Regions from separate parts of the Mus musculus genome. Here region 1 is linked to region 2. A link is a contact called in public ChIA-PET data. All regions are on one chromosome and are shown on one strand. Each heading gives the region's core, a stretch centred on a gene start, on an enhancer-like site or on the middle of the called end of the contact. The rest is flanking DNA. Distances are from core to core; before and after follow the strand shown.

Region 1 (5,978 bases), core at 823-3,322, 610 kb before region 2:
ACGCCTGTAGTATGATATTTACAGAAGCATCAGCAATGGCCACATTTGGCAGAAATTCAGGTGGCCTTTCAGGAAGTGAATGGATAAAGAAAACATGATACAGTGCTGCTCCCGGTATGTGTGGGGCTGGGTGCTGTTTGGTGCCGCGGGGCGGCCACTCAGCTGCAGCAGAGCAGGTGCCATCCTGTGGAAGAACCATGAAGCACTATGAGGTGGGGGTTCGGGATGCAAAGACAAGAGAGAAGCTGTGGTTCGTGGACAAGGTAGAGCCTCAGGCCACCATTTCTGAAATCAAGACCCTTTTCACCAAGACACATCCACAGTGGTATCCTGCCAGCCAGTCCCTCCGCCTGGACCCCAAGGGGAAGTCCCTGAAAGATGAAGATGTCTTGCAGAAACTTCCTGTGGGCACCACAGCCACGCTCTACTTCTGGGACCTCAGGGCCCAGATCAGCTGGGTGACGGTTTTCCTGATGGAGTATGCCGGCCCCCTTTTCATCTACCTGCTCTTCTACCGGGTACCCTTCATTTATGGCCGCACAAACAACTTTACATCCAGTCGGCATATGGTGGTGCCCCTCACCTGCATGTGCCACTCATTCCACTACATCAAATGCCTGCTGGAGACTCTCTTCGTGCACCGATTCTCTCACGGAACCGCGCCTTTGCAAAACATCTTCAAAAACTGCACCTACAATTGGGGCTTTGCTGCATGGATGGCTTCTTACATCAACCACCCTGTCTACACACCCCCTACCTATGGAGTTCAGCAGGTTAAGCTGGCACTGGCCGTTTTTGTGATCTACCAGCTTGGGAACCTCTCCATCCACATGGTTCTTCGGGACCTTCGGCTGGGTCGAAAACCAGGAAGTTCCCATACCCCTCCAAGAACCCTTTCACCTGGCTGTTTCTGTTGGTGTCCTGTCCCAGCTGCACTTATGAGGTGCGCTCCTGGATTGGCTTTGCCATCTTGACTCAGTGTGTCCCAGTGGCCCTCTTCTCCCTGGTGGGCTTCACCCAGATGACTATCTGGGCCAAGTGCAAGCATCACAGCTACCTGTAGGAGTTCTGCAACTACCTGCCCCTCTGCATGCCCATTATCCCCTTCCTGCTCTGAGCCGCTCCTCAGGGGATCAGCCCAGTAATACTCTCCACCCCATCACTACCCCTGTCCTGATGTGGCTGGCCATGACTCTTCAGCAGCAACAATAAAATCTGCTTACTGCCCCCTCCCCCAAAGAAACCATGGTACATGCAGACCACTGGTTCTCAACCTTCCTAATGCTGTCACCCTTTTAATATAGTTCCTCATGCTGTGCTGAGCCTCCAACACTTCTACATCACAACTGTAATCTTGCTACTGTTATAAACTGTAATGTATATATCTGATATGTAGGGTATCTGATATGTAATTGACCACAAAGGGGGCCGAGACCCACAGGTTGAGAAACACTGAATATTATATAGCAATGGAATATTATATAACACTGCAAAGGAGGGAACTATGAGATCATTAAAGACTCAGGGACACCTTAAATTAACAAATCTCATCTGAAAAGGCTACATGTGGTATAAGTCCAGTTATATGGCATTCCAGAAAAGGCAAAGATGTGAGACAACATGAATACTGGCAATTAGCAGAGGCCTGGGGACAGCAAGGGACAAACAAGTGAAGGGGGGGGAGGGGCATGGGTTTTTAGGGCAGAAAAGCCCTATATAATCCTGTAATGTTGAACATGTGTCATTAGATACTTAGCTAATAAACTCGTGGACTACACAACTTCAAGAACCCTCATATAAACTGTGGACTTTGTCCAATAGTGAAGCATAGCTTTAAGTGCATCCATTGTGAAAAGAAATAAACAAATAAATAAACAAAATGCTGATTCAGACTGGTCAGAGTAGTGGGAGACTGAGAGAGTATTGACAGAGTATTGACAGAGTAGCGGGAGACTGAGAGAGTAGGGGCTGGATGGCTGCAGCATCTGCCTGGGTTCAGGGTGCTGGGCCTAGGGTTTCCCCTGCGCCACCAGTTGTAACCCGGGGCTTGCTCAGGAAGTGGCTGTGGCTTTAGGGGTGGGGGAGGCAACTCCTCTCTATCAAAGCTATTGTGAAGGGGCTGACATTAGATAGATGCACCCATAGAGGCCTGGGAGAGTTAGTCCTTCAGTACTAGGGGTTGGGGTGGATCTGGGCATCCTCGACGTTGTATCCCTAATGCTCTGTTTTTAGTGCCAGTCAGAGCCACTGCTTCTTAGAGGTTCTTCAAGAGGCTCTGCCTCATGACTGCTTCGTCTCCTACTTACTGTTGGAAGTCAATACAAGACTGCCGAGAGACACCCACGTGACTCACCCAGCACTAAGTGTGACCCTCTCCCCCTTACCTAGCAGCAGCTCTGCTCACTCCTTCCAGGCCCTACCCATGACCTCTGTGAGGATGGTGTGTATTACTTTTCTTCTGACTCCATGGCACAAGAACCCAAAATAGTCAAGTATCAGTCCTCCATCAGTTCAAGGAAGTCGTCCCATGTTCCCCAAATAGTAGCCTTCTTTGGAGAAAAGGGGGTATCATAGATCCCAGAACTCTAGAAATGGGGGGAAAAAGCCTGCCCAGAAAGACAGACAGCATGGTGGTAGGACATCTTTCTTTCGCTTTCTCAGGCATCTTACCTGGGAGATACAGATCCTCAAAGGGACACCTAAGAGAAAAGATCAGACACAACTCAAGACTGAAACGGTGAGTGCTTCAACCAACGCCATGTCAGGCTTACCTCGATGTCTTGGGAGAAGGCCACTCTGGGAGAAGAAAGATATGTTTAAGTAAGACTCTGAAGTCAGTGGTGTTCTCTTTGCTTAATGGGCATTTAGCTGTAAAGTTGTCCATGAAGAAGCCTTGCCTCCTTTCACCTTAGGTCTGAAATTCTCCCTCAGCCTCAGCTTCATCCAGGGCCCCTCTACCATAAACAAGGCCAGGCCATTCCTCGGGATGCTGATAGGTCAGAAGGAACCCAGCTGCTTGGCAGGTGGAGACCCGGGGGAGTCTTTAGAGAAGATAACACAGCTAGCTTGCTTTCCCTCTTGGTGATAGCTCCAGGCCCTTCTCTACGAGTTCTTTGATTCCATATCTCAGATACAAGGAGAAATAGCAAGCTTTGGATGGGTTTAATGTTAGCTAGGCATTGCTAGGCCTTGGAAATAATTCTCTTCCAGGCTTTCCAGGTTGTGGAGGCACCTCTGCTTCCAGAATTTTCTACCCAGGCTGGTGGAAGGCCCTTTCATGCTGGCTATGACCTCAGTGGGCTTCTCTGACCTGTCTCAGAGTAGGAAGCTCCAGTGACTGATCTGTCCTCAAGGGAGACCCAAAGGATAGTTAGGATTGTGGGAGCAGAGTCCGGGCTGGGTTGTGGAGGTCTCTATGGTTATTGTTTCTTTTCCTGATACCCAGCTGGGCAGGAATCCCAAGCTGTGTGTATTTACAGAAAGCTGAAGGGGGTCTTGTGACAGGAAAGTGACACACTGACCTCCATTCTGAAGAGCCAGGGAACCTTCTTCCTGCCTCTTTCCAGATTGTTGCCTAAGGCAGGATGCTGAAGAGATGGTCAGTCTGTACCAGGAAGAGGGGACTTCAGCGGCAGAGCCTCTCATGAACTCTAATCTGTCACCTCCACTCTTACAAGACTCTCAGAATGTCTTTTGAAAGCACCACTTCTATGCTCTCCTCAACCTACGAACTTCTAAAGTTCTAGATGTGTTCAATTCAATGTGCAAAGGTGTGTACTCCAGGTTATCTATGAATGTAACCAAATTGTAAACTGACTTAAAACATTGGAGGTGGAGTGGGGCTGGCTGGAGGGATGGCTCAGTGATTAAGAGCTTTGAAGAGGACCTAAGTTCAGCTACCAGCAATCAAATTGGGCCACTTACAATTGCCTATAGCTTTAATTTCAGGGAATCTAACTTCCTCTTCTGGTCCCCTTGTGTACTGAATACCCATGGTACACATACAGAAAAGCAGATACACACACATACATACATACATACACACACTTATATACACACATACATACATAAACACACACACACATACATACATACATACATACACACACTTATTTTTTTCCATTTTTATTAGGTATTTAGCTCATTTACATTTCAAATGCTATACCAAAAGTCCCCCATACCCACCCACCCCCACTCCCCTACCCACCCACTCCCCCTTTTTGGCCCTGGCGTTCCCCTGTACTGGGGCATATAAAGTTTGCGTGTCCAATGGGCCTCTCTTTCCAGTGATGGCCGACTAGGCCATCTTTTGATACATATGCAGCTAGAGTCAAGAGCTCCGGGGTACTGGTTAGTTCATAATGTTACATACACACACTTATATACACACATACATACATAAACACACACACACATACATACATACATACATACATACATACATACATACATACAAAAATAAAAGACAGTAAATAAAGAAAACAGTATGAGAGGCTTATTTTTGAGAATTATTTTTTTTGTAACTTGACTGCAAGTCTGTGAATGAGAACTTGTTTGTTTCTTTGTGTAGTCTTCGATGTCCTGGATCTCACTCTCTAGACCATGTTGGCCTCACAGCAGTCAACCTGCCTCTGCCTCTGCCTCTGCCTCTGCCTCTGCCTCTGCCTCTGCCTCTGCCTCTGCCTCTGCCTCTGCCTCTGCCTCTGCCTCTGCCTCTGCCTCTGCCTCTGCCTCTGCCTCTGCCTCTGCCTCTGCCTCTGCCTCTGCCTCTGCCTCTGCTGAGAAGAAAAGTATGTGCCACCACTACTAGAGTAAGAATTATTTAGACGACAACATTTGAGTCAGGGCGTTGAAAAGCTGGACATGCTACCCAAGTGAGGAGGGACTGAGACAATGGGTAAAGTCTCTCCTAGAGGCATGCCTATCAATCAGATGCTAAGTAAATGCTACTCAGAGCTACTTGTTGTCTACTACCCACTGTGTGCACACCACTTTTCTCTGCAGTCTAACTGCATCCCAGTGTCTTCCCATCCTCAATTTCCATTCCCTCAGCACATGACAGCCCTGAAGAAATATCAGCAAGCTGCTGCGTGATTCTTAGAAGGTCCACATGCGACTGACCACCACTTCCCTCCTCACTTGGAGACCTTGATATTTTTGTAGGATGCTTACCAGTCCTGGCATAGATGAGAGCTCTTCTGCAGTAATTCTGCTCTTGGCAGGTGTGAAGAGAGCTGAAAGCAGGCTTCATGGTCTGCTGACTTAATTACTGCTCTTTGGAGCAGCTGGTTTGGGTCTGGAAAGCTCCTAATGGAGGGTCTGTCTATGGAGCAAGAGCAGGCATTTTGAGCTTTAAATAGGGAGATACCAGACTACATCCAACAGTAGCTGGTCAAGGCAGAGTGTTCCTACTTGGGCTCCGTTCTCCCTCCTGTCTCCAGGGTGGGACATGGTACCCAGAGGTGTTCCATGGCTGACCAGGGGGAATCTGATGCTAGAAGGGGTGGGGCAAGTCAGGAGTACCCCTCAGAGGAAGTGTTTACAAGGTATGTTATATGTCTTTTGCATTTGTTTCACTCACAAATGTTGAGTAAGAATTAATATTGTTCACCAAACATCTTTGTTGAAGATACAGTGGCGAATCAGTCCAACATGCCATCTTTTTTTTTTCCAGGTAGAACAATCATTCCTTTTATTTTCTAAAAAGGATGCATACATTTTATAGAATGTAGTTATTGTTTTCCATACTTTGCATAACATGCCATCTTTTGTGGGTCTTTTCTTTTCTGTTCCTTTTAGTTGTTACTTGGGGTTGGCCCTACATTTATGGAGCAAACACAGTGACTCCATGTGCGGCATGTATAATTTGAAGCCTGGTCTAAGACAGTCTTAAGGATGATCCTGGACCTTTCAGTGAAGATGTCTGTCTCTTGTCATCTGTAGCTCATCCTGGCTGCCCAAGATGGCTTTTCTTGACA
Region 2 (6,281 bases), core at 425-2,924:
TCTATGACAAAATTTTACAGTTTTGTTACACACTAAGTTTGGTTACAGTTTGTTATGCGGGAACTCAGAGTTCAGGGGCCACTTCGGGCCAAATTCAAGTTAACAGAATACAAAAGAGATGGACTTATAAAAGCAAGCCTGTACCCTAGTTTTCTAACCATCAGGTCAAAGCTCCTCCAACATACCTAATGCTCTGCCTGTAGCCTCCTTGGCCAAAGACTGGGAAGTTTACGTAGTGCTCAGATCTATAGTTGGGGAAAGGGCAGGAAAGCGAGGCTCTGGATTTATGCCACCAGGGAGATTACCCATCACTGGTGTAAGGGATGAAAAGAGACTCTGCACTATGGAGATCCTAACCTTCTCACTGTGACAACCTGGCACACGCACAGTTCTGGCTTACCCACAGTTCTAGCTCTAATAACCTCTGATTTGTCACCTAGCTTAGGCCTCAATGTAGTTTCCAGTAATCTGGGGTTCTCATTCAGCACACACTCACTTCCGCCACCACCCCTGCCTACTTCTAAGTGCTCAATCCCATCTGGCTACGCTGCAGATGCTACTGATCTAAAATATGACATGGCACCCATGAGAGGAGCTAGCCAGCACCTCCAAACCTAAGTGTGGGTCAGAGGACTAGCACCTGGGGTACAAAATCAAGCCTGTGTAGACAGACACAAACTATGTTTTCTGTGTTACCGAGTGAATGAGAGAGGAGAATGGGAGGGGGGCTGTAGCTCAGTGGTAGAGCACGTGGTTAGCAGGTATGAAGTCCTAGGTTCAATCCCCAGCACTGCAGAGAGTGGGCGCTCGGGAGGAAGAGACAAGAGAGTCAGAAGTTCAAGGTTATCCTGACCGCATAGTGAGTTTGAAGACAGACTGGGCTACTTGAAAATCTCTCTCTCTGTCTCTCTCTCTGTCTGTCTGTCTCTCTGTGTGTCTGTCTCTCTCTGTGTGTCTCTGTTTCTCTCTCTCTCTCTCTCTCTCTCTCTCTCTCTCTCTCTCTCTCTGTGCAATATATATTATACATATATACACATATATATGTGAAGGGAACAGGGGCAAGGAAGATGATAAGGTAATCAACCATTCCAGTCCTCAGTCTCCATCTTCAGGAAGTAAGCTCTACTATTAATGTATCACATATCCTTAGTCTTCCAAAGTTATTGTGTATACAGAATAGAATGAATATATATATATATATGTATGTATATATATATATATATGTGTGTGTATGTGTGTGTGTGTGTGTGTGTGTGTGTATACTCGTAGACTGTATTAAACTTCAATCCCAAGGGGAGAGACTCATTCACTTGCTTATTCAATTGTTCTTTCAGATGGACTTGACATCAAGGAAAAGATGGCAAAGTCTAGCCCAGTGCCTACATCCACAGCCTGGGGGCAGATGAAGGTAACTATTGACAACCACATAAGTGACAATAGTATAACCTGAGACTTGGTGAGGAAAAACTGGTGAATGTCTGATCTGTAAAGGCCCATTTAAATAACAGCCACACCCATCATTGTTAAGGACCAGCTATCAGCAAGCTTGGCCCTGAGACCTGTCTCTGGACATGGTCTCTGCGGGGTTTCTAAGCTGCTTCTCCCTACGCACTGGAGATGTGGTGTGACTCACATTCCTCCACCATCTGCGGAAGAGGCTCACATGACTCAGCCTCCGCCCACTCTCTCTGTCACTCAAAGGTGCTACAGCGTAACCACACACAAAATCATTCCCGGTGACTCAGGCAGAAAGACAGCACCACGGCCTGGCTGACTGCCACTCAGTGTCTGAGGCATGGTAGAGGTTTCTCTGGCTTTTCAGATGACTTATCTTCCAGGAGATGTGTGAGTCTGCAGAAGGCTTTGTCGGTCTGAGATGCTAACACAAAACCACCACTGAATGGGAAGTGAACAGCATTGTTAGTCTCCACACAACTAAGAACAGGTATATCTAAGCACAAGGCTGATAGAGCCTGTGGCCAGTGTCTTCTTGCTATGTCCTCCAATGGCTGAAGAGCTAGGGAACACTCGGTGTCTTGATGTTTTGTTTGATTGTCTGAAATAAAGTCTTGCTTTGTAGCTCAAGCTGGCCTTGAACTCACCATCTTCCTGCATTGGCCTCTTAGATGTTGAGTTCACAAGTGTATGCCATTAGCCCAGCAAGTGTATGCCATTAGCCTAGCAAGTATATGTCATTAGCCCAGCAAGTGCATGCCATTAGCCCAGCAAGTGTATGCCATTAGCCCAGCAAGTGTATGCCATTAGCCCAGCAAGTGTATGCCATTAGCCCAGCTTCATAGTGTTTCTTTTATTCGATTATTTTTAAATACTTTTTGCTTCTTTAAAAAAAAAACAAAACAAACAAACAAAAAAAACCTGTATTATTTGGTAGGAGTGGTGGTCAGGGAGGCATGTGCACACACAACACAGTGCACATGTGGAGGTCAGAGGGCAAATTGCAAGCACTGTGTGAGTTCTGGGATTGAACTCAGATCATCAGATTTGGCAGCAAGCATATGTGCTAGATGAGCCATCTTTCCTCGTCCTTACTGTTTCTCTTCTAAGGCACTAATCTTATTTATAGGGGCTTACTCCTTCATGACCTAAGAATCTCCTCAAAGCTTCAACTTTAAATAGCATCACCACAGGGGTTAGAATTTTAATGCATGGACTTAGGGGCAACACAAACCATTGGGTTACAGCAGGCATCCTTACAAGCAAACCACAATTGGCTCCTGGGAGTGGGAGGTGAGCTTTGGGGGTGGGTGGGGGCAGGGAGGAAGCTCAGCTCCATTCATTCCATCTTAAACAGAATCCTCACCGACTACACACATAGGGAATCCCAGATCTGTGTCTGGTTCTCTGACATGCCAAAGGCTGGGCTGGTGCACCCCTGCGTCTACTGGAAGCTGTCTGAGCCCAATCAGCTCAACACATAGCTGGGCACAGCACCCCCTCTTCTCCCTGAGCTCAGCTCTACCCTCTGCCTCAGTTTCCCTGAATGGTCACACCTGCTGCTCTAAACCCTCATCTGGATATCCTGAAATTTATTTTGCCTCTTCCTTCTTACCTTCGTTGTGGTCGGCAATGGGAATTCTTCAATGTCCCCCAACGTTTGTTTCCTTCCAGGCACCTGCTTCAGTCTCTGCAGGCCCTCCCCTCTGCAAGTTCTCACTCAAGAGTTCTTCTCATGCTGGAGAGATGGCTCAGCAGTTAAAAGCACTCACTGCTCTTCCAAAAGTCCTGAGTTCAAATCCCAGCAACCACGTAGTAGCTCACAACCATCTGTAATGAAACCTGATGCCTTCTTCTGGTATGTCTGAAGACAGCTACAATGTACTTACATATAATAAATAAATAAATAAATAAATCTTTGGGCTAGAGTGAGTGGAGCCAGAAAGAGAAGAAAAAGTGTCTGAAGACAGCTACAGTGTACTTAACATATAATACATAAATAAATAAATCTTTTTTTAAAAAAAAAAAAAAAGGAGGTCTTCTTTGGACTTGGCATCTACAACTGAGAGACTTTCCAAGTCTTAGTATACTTTCCTCAGTTGCCCCACATAAACTATAGAGGGCCACTATAGGAAGTGTTGAGGATTAGGTGAAACTGCAGACTAGGGTAGCTACTCTTTAAGAGTCATTAAGTTCAGCTACATGGAACAAAGACTGAACATTCTAGACCTTTCAGCTGTCCTCTCTGCTGATGGACATGTGATGCTGTTTTGGGGACATGGTCCAACTCTCTTATTTCTATGCCCATCTAGTTGATGTGCCCTGCCTTCCATATCTACCTGGACCATTCCTGCCACCGCCTTCAAGGAGCTGCTATCACTTTGCTCTAAGTCTGATTCTTCCTTTTGCCTCCCCTGCATGTTTTATTCATGTCCCAGTACAAGACATAGCCTGATCTATTCATTATAAGCTGTGTGTGTGAACACATCTCTTCATTGCATGGCTAGAAGTTAAGACGGTCAGTGCTGTGTCTTGGTCGCAGAGTTTAACCATGGCAGGTGACCCAGAGATGTTCCAGGAGCTATGCTATCTTAGAACTAAGGACCCCCCACCATCATGTTGTGTGTACTTGACTTCACCCCCTCCACCATGTCATCTCATGAGACTTCTCAAACTCCCTCCACTCCTACAATGGATTTGGGTTAAAAGAGGTCCAACTCCAAAAAGAGCCACTGGGCATCACCCTTCTTTCATTGCAGTAGTTACAATATCTGACTAGAAGAAGCTTACAGGGTATTATAGTTTCATCTGTGTTGTGATAAAGGAAACTCTGGCAAAAATCAACTTTGGAAAGGAAAGGGTTTATTAAGGGAACATCAAGGCAGGCACTGCAGCAGTGAGTGACATCATATCCACAGTCAACAGCAGAGAGAAATGAATCCATCTTGCTGCCTACTTTCTCTTATCTAGCTTTTTCTTATCTTGTATAATTTAGGACTCCAAACCCCCAGGGAAGGATGTCACCCAAAATGGACAAGACACTTCCCAAAAGACATAGCCATAGGCCAACTTGATTAAGGTAACTTACTAAAACTTTCTTCCTAGCTAATTCTAGTTGCCTCAAGGTGACAATAAAAGCTAACCATCTCAAGACAAGATTTACAGTTCACAGAGATACAATCTGTCACACAGGGAAGTCACAGCAACTGAAATATGTGGAGACTTGTCACCTTGCTACATTGTTTGACTCGTCACATTGCTACATTGTTTCTGTGAGCAAGCAAAGAGAGATGACCGCTGATGCTCAACTGACATTCTCCTTTTCATCCAATCTGTACCCCAGCTCATGAAACTGTATTGCACATTCTTCAGCTAGCCCCTTCTAGAAATACCCTGATAGACACAGGGATGTGTTTCCATGTTGATTCTAAATCCAGTCAAGTTGATGGTGAAGATTAACCATCACAGGCTCTAAGGAACCATGTATGAACTGACACATATACTCGTGTTGGCTAGCCTTGTGTCAACACAAACTAGAGTTACCTGCAAAGAGAGAACCACAATTGAGAAAAATGCTTCTATCAAATCCCATTATAGGCGGGCCTGTAGGGCATTTTCTTAGTGGTTGATGGGAAAAGGCTCAACCCATCATAGGTGATGCCATCCCTGGGTCCTACGTTCTATTAGAAAACTAGCTAAGCAGGCCAGTAAGCAGGACCCCTCCATGGCCTCTGCATCAGCTCCTGCCTCCAGGTTCTTACCCTGTTTGGGTTCCTGCCTTGACTTCCTTCAATGATGATCAGCAATATGAGAGTGTAAACCAAATAAACCCTGTCTGCCCCAAACCTGAGCAAAATGAAAGCCAAACTTGGATTTTGATCATGGGGATTTGTTGCAGCAATAGAAACCCTAACAAAGACGACGTTGCATCGCATTGTCTCACTGATATCAGACAACCCCAAGCTATAAGGTCACCACTGACTAGATAGTCACACTTCATTAGAAATGTCTTCTCTCTGCTCTGTCCCAGTAAACTTGTTCAGTCACAAGCATGTTTGGAAAGAAAAAGAACTTGGGCTGGTGAGATGGCTCAGTGGGTAAGAGCACCGACTGCTCTTCTGAAGGTCTGGAGTTCAAATCCCAGCAACCACATGGTGGCTCACAACCATCTGTAACGAGATCTGACTCCCTCTTCTGGAGTGTCTGAAGACAGCTACAGTGTACTTACATATAACCAATAAATAAATCTTTTAAAAAAATTATTTCTGTCAATTATTAAAAAAAAAGAAAGAAAGAAAGAAAAAGAACTGAAGGCAGTGGACTGATACCACAGTAGGTATGTTTGGTAAAGGTGTGTGTGTGTGGGGGGGGTCTGTGTTTGCACAACCAGGGTGGGCCTCTTTGGTTTCAGCTCCTTCAGCTACTTCCCACTTTCCCAAACCTCTGGCCCCCAGCTGACCGGCTGTGAGGTGCAGGTTAGCCCTGAGGAAGCTCTGAATCACGGTCTGAACTTCAGCCTAATGTCCTTCGCAGGCCTTGTCATTTGCAACCCGACCCACTTCTTGCTCTTCAAGCCTCCGGTTTTATGGCTGAAAACATCTGTATGGAAATGGGCTCTGCCAAAGCAGCGACTCCCCACCCTGCTTCTGCACCGGAAGTGCTGAGTGCTGGGTCGCTTCTGGCTGTTTATGACTGTTTGCTGTGGAAACGGCTGGATTCACCGGGCCCTTAGAGGCAGCAGGTGCAGAGGGAACCGGGAGAGCAAATGAGTTCACGAGAGAGTTCCTGTGCCTGCTTCTCACTGAGACCTGGAGGAGCAGAGAATG

The links. ChIA-PET counts read pairs in DNA pulled down with a chosen protein or histone mark.
Region 1: an RNA polymerase II ChIA-PET map of memory CD8 T cells shows a contact between it and region 2, with 20 read pairs. The contact joins two enhancer-like sites. A contact is called at or near these places in 1 of 484 Hi-C or Micro-C datasets (regulatory T cells) and 3 of 115 datasets of contacts at active chromatin or transcription factors (astrocytes, large pre-B cells and memory CD8 T cells).

Annotation. Positions count from the first base shown.
Region 1 is chr17:73,865,570-73,871,547 of GRCm38.p6, reverse strand. It overlaps the pseudogene Gm4948. Among named protein-coding and RNA genes, the nearest start is that of Ehd3, 64 kb to the right of the region's middle. Within about 2 kb of position 2,072, at least 18 of the 459 cell types and tissues checked have an H3K27ac peak or open chromatin away from gene starts, as enhancers often do. A contact at or near this core is called in memory CD8 T cells and regulatory T cells, where this site is marked.
Region 2 is chr17:73,258,679-73,264,959 of GRCm38.p6, reverse strand. No RefSeq gene overlaps it. Among named protein-coding and RNA genes, the nearest start is that of E330032C10Rik, 11 kb to the right of the region's middle. Within about 2 kb of position 1,674, at least 170 of the 459 cell types and tissues checked have an H3K27ac peak or open chromatin away from gene starts, as enhancers often do. A contact at or near this core is called in memory CD8 T cells and regulatory T cells, where this site is marked.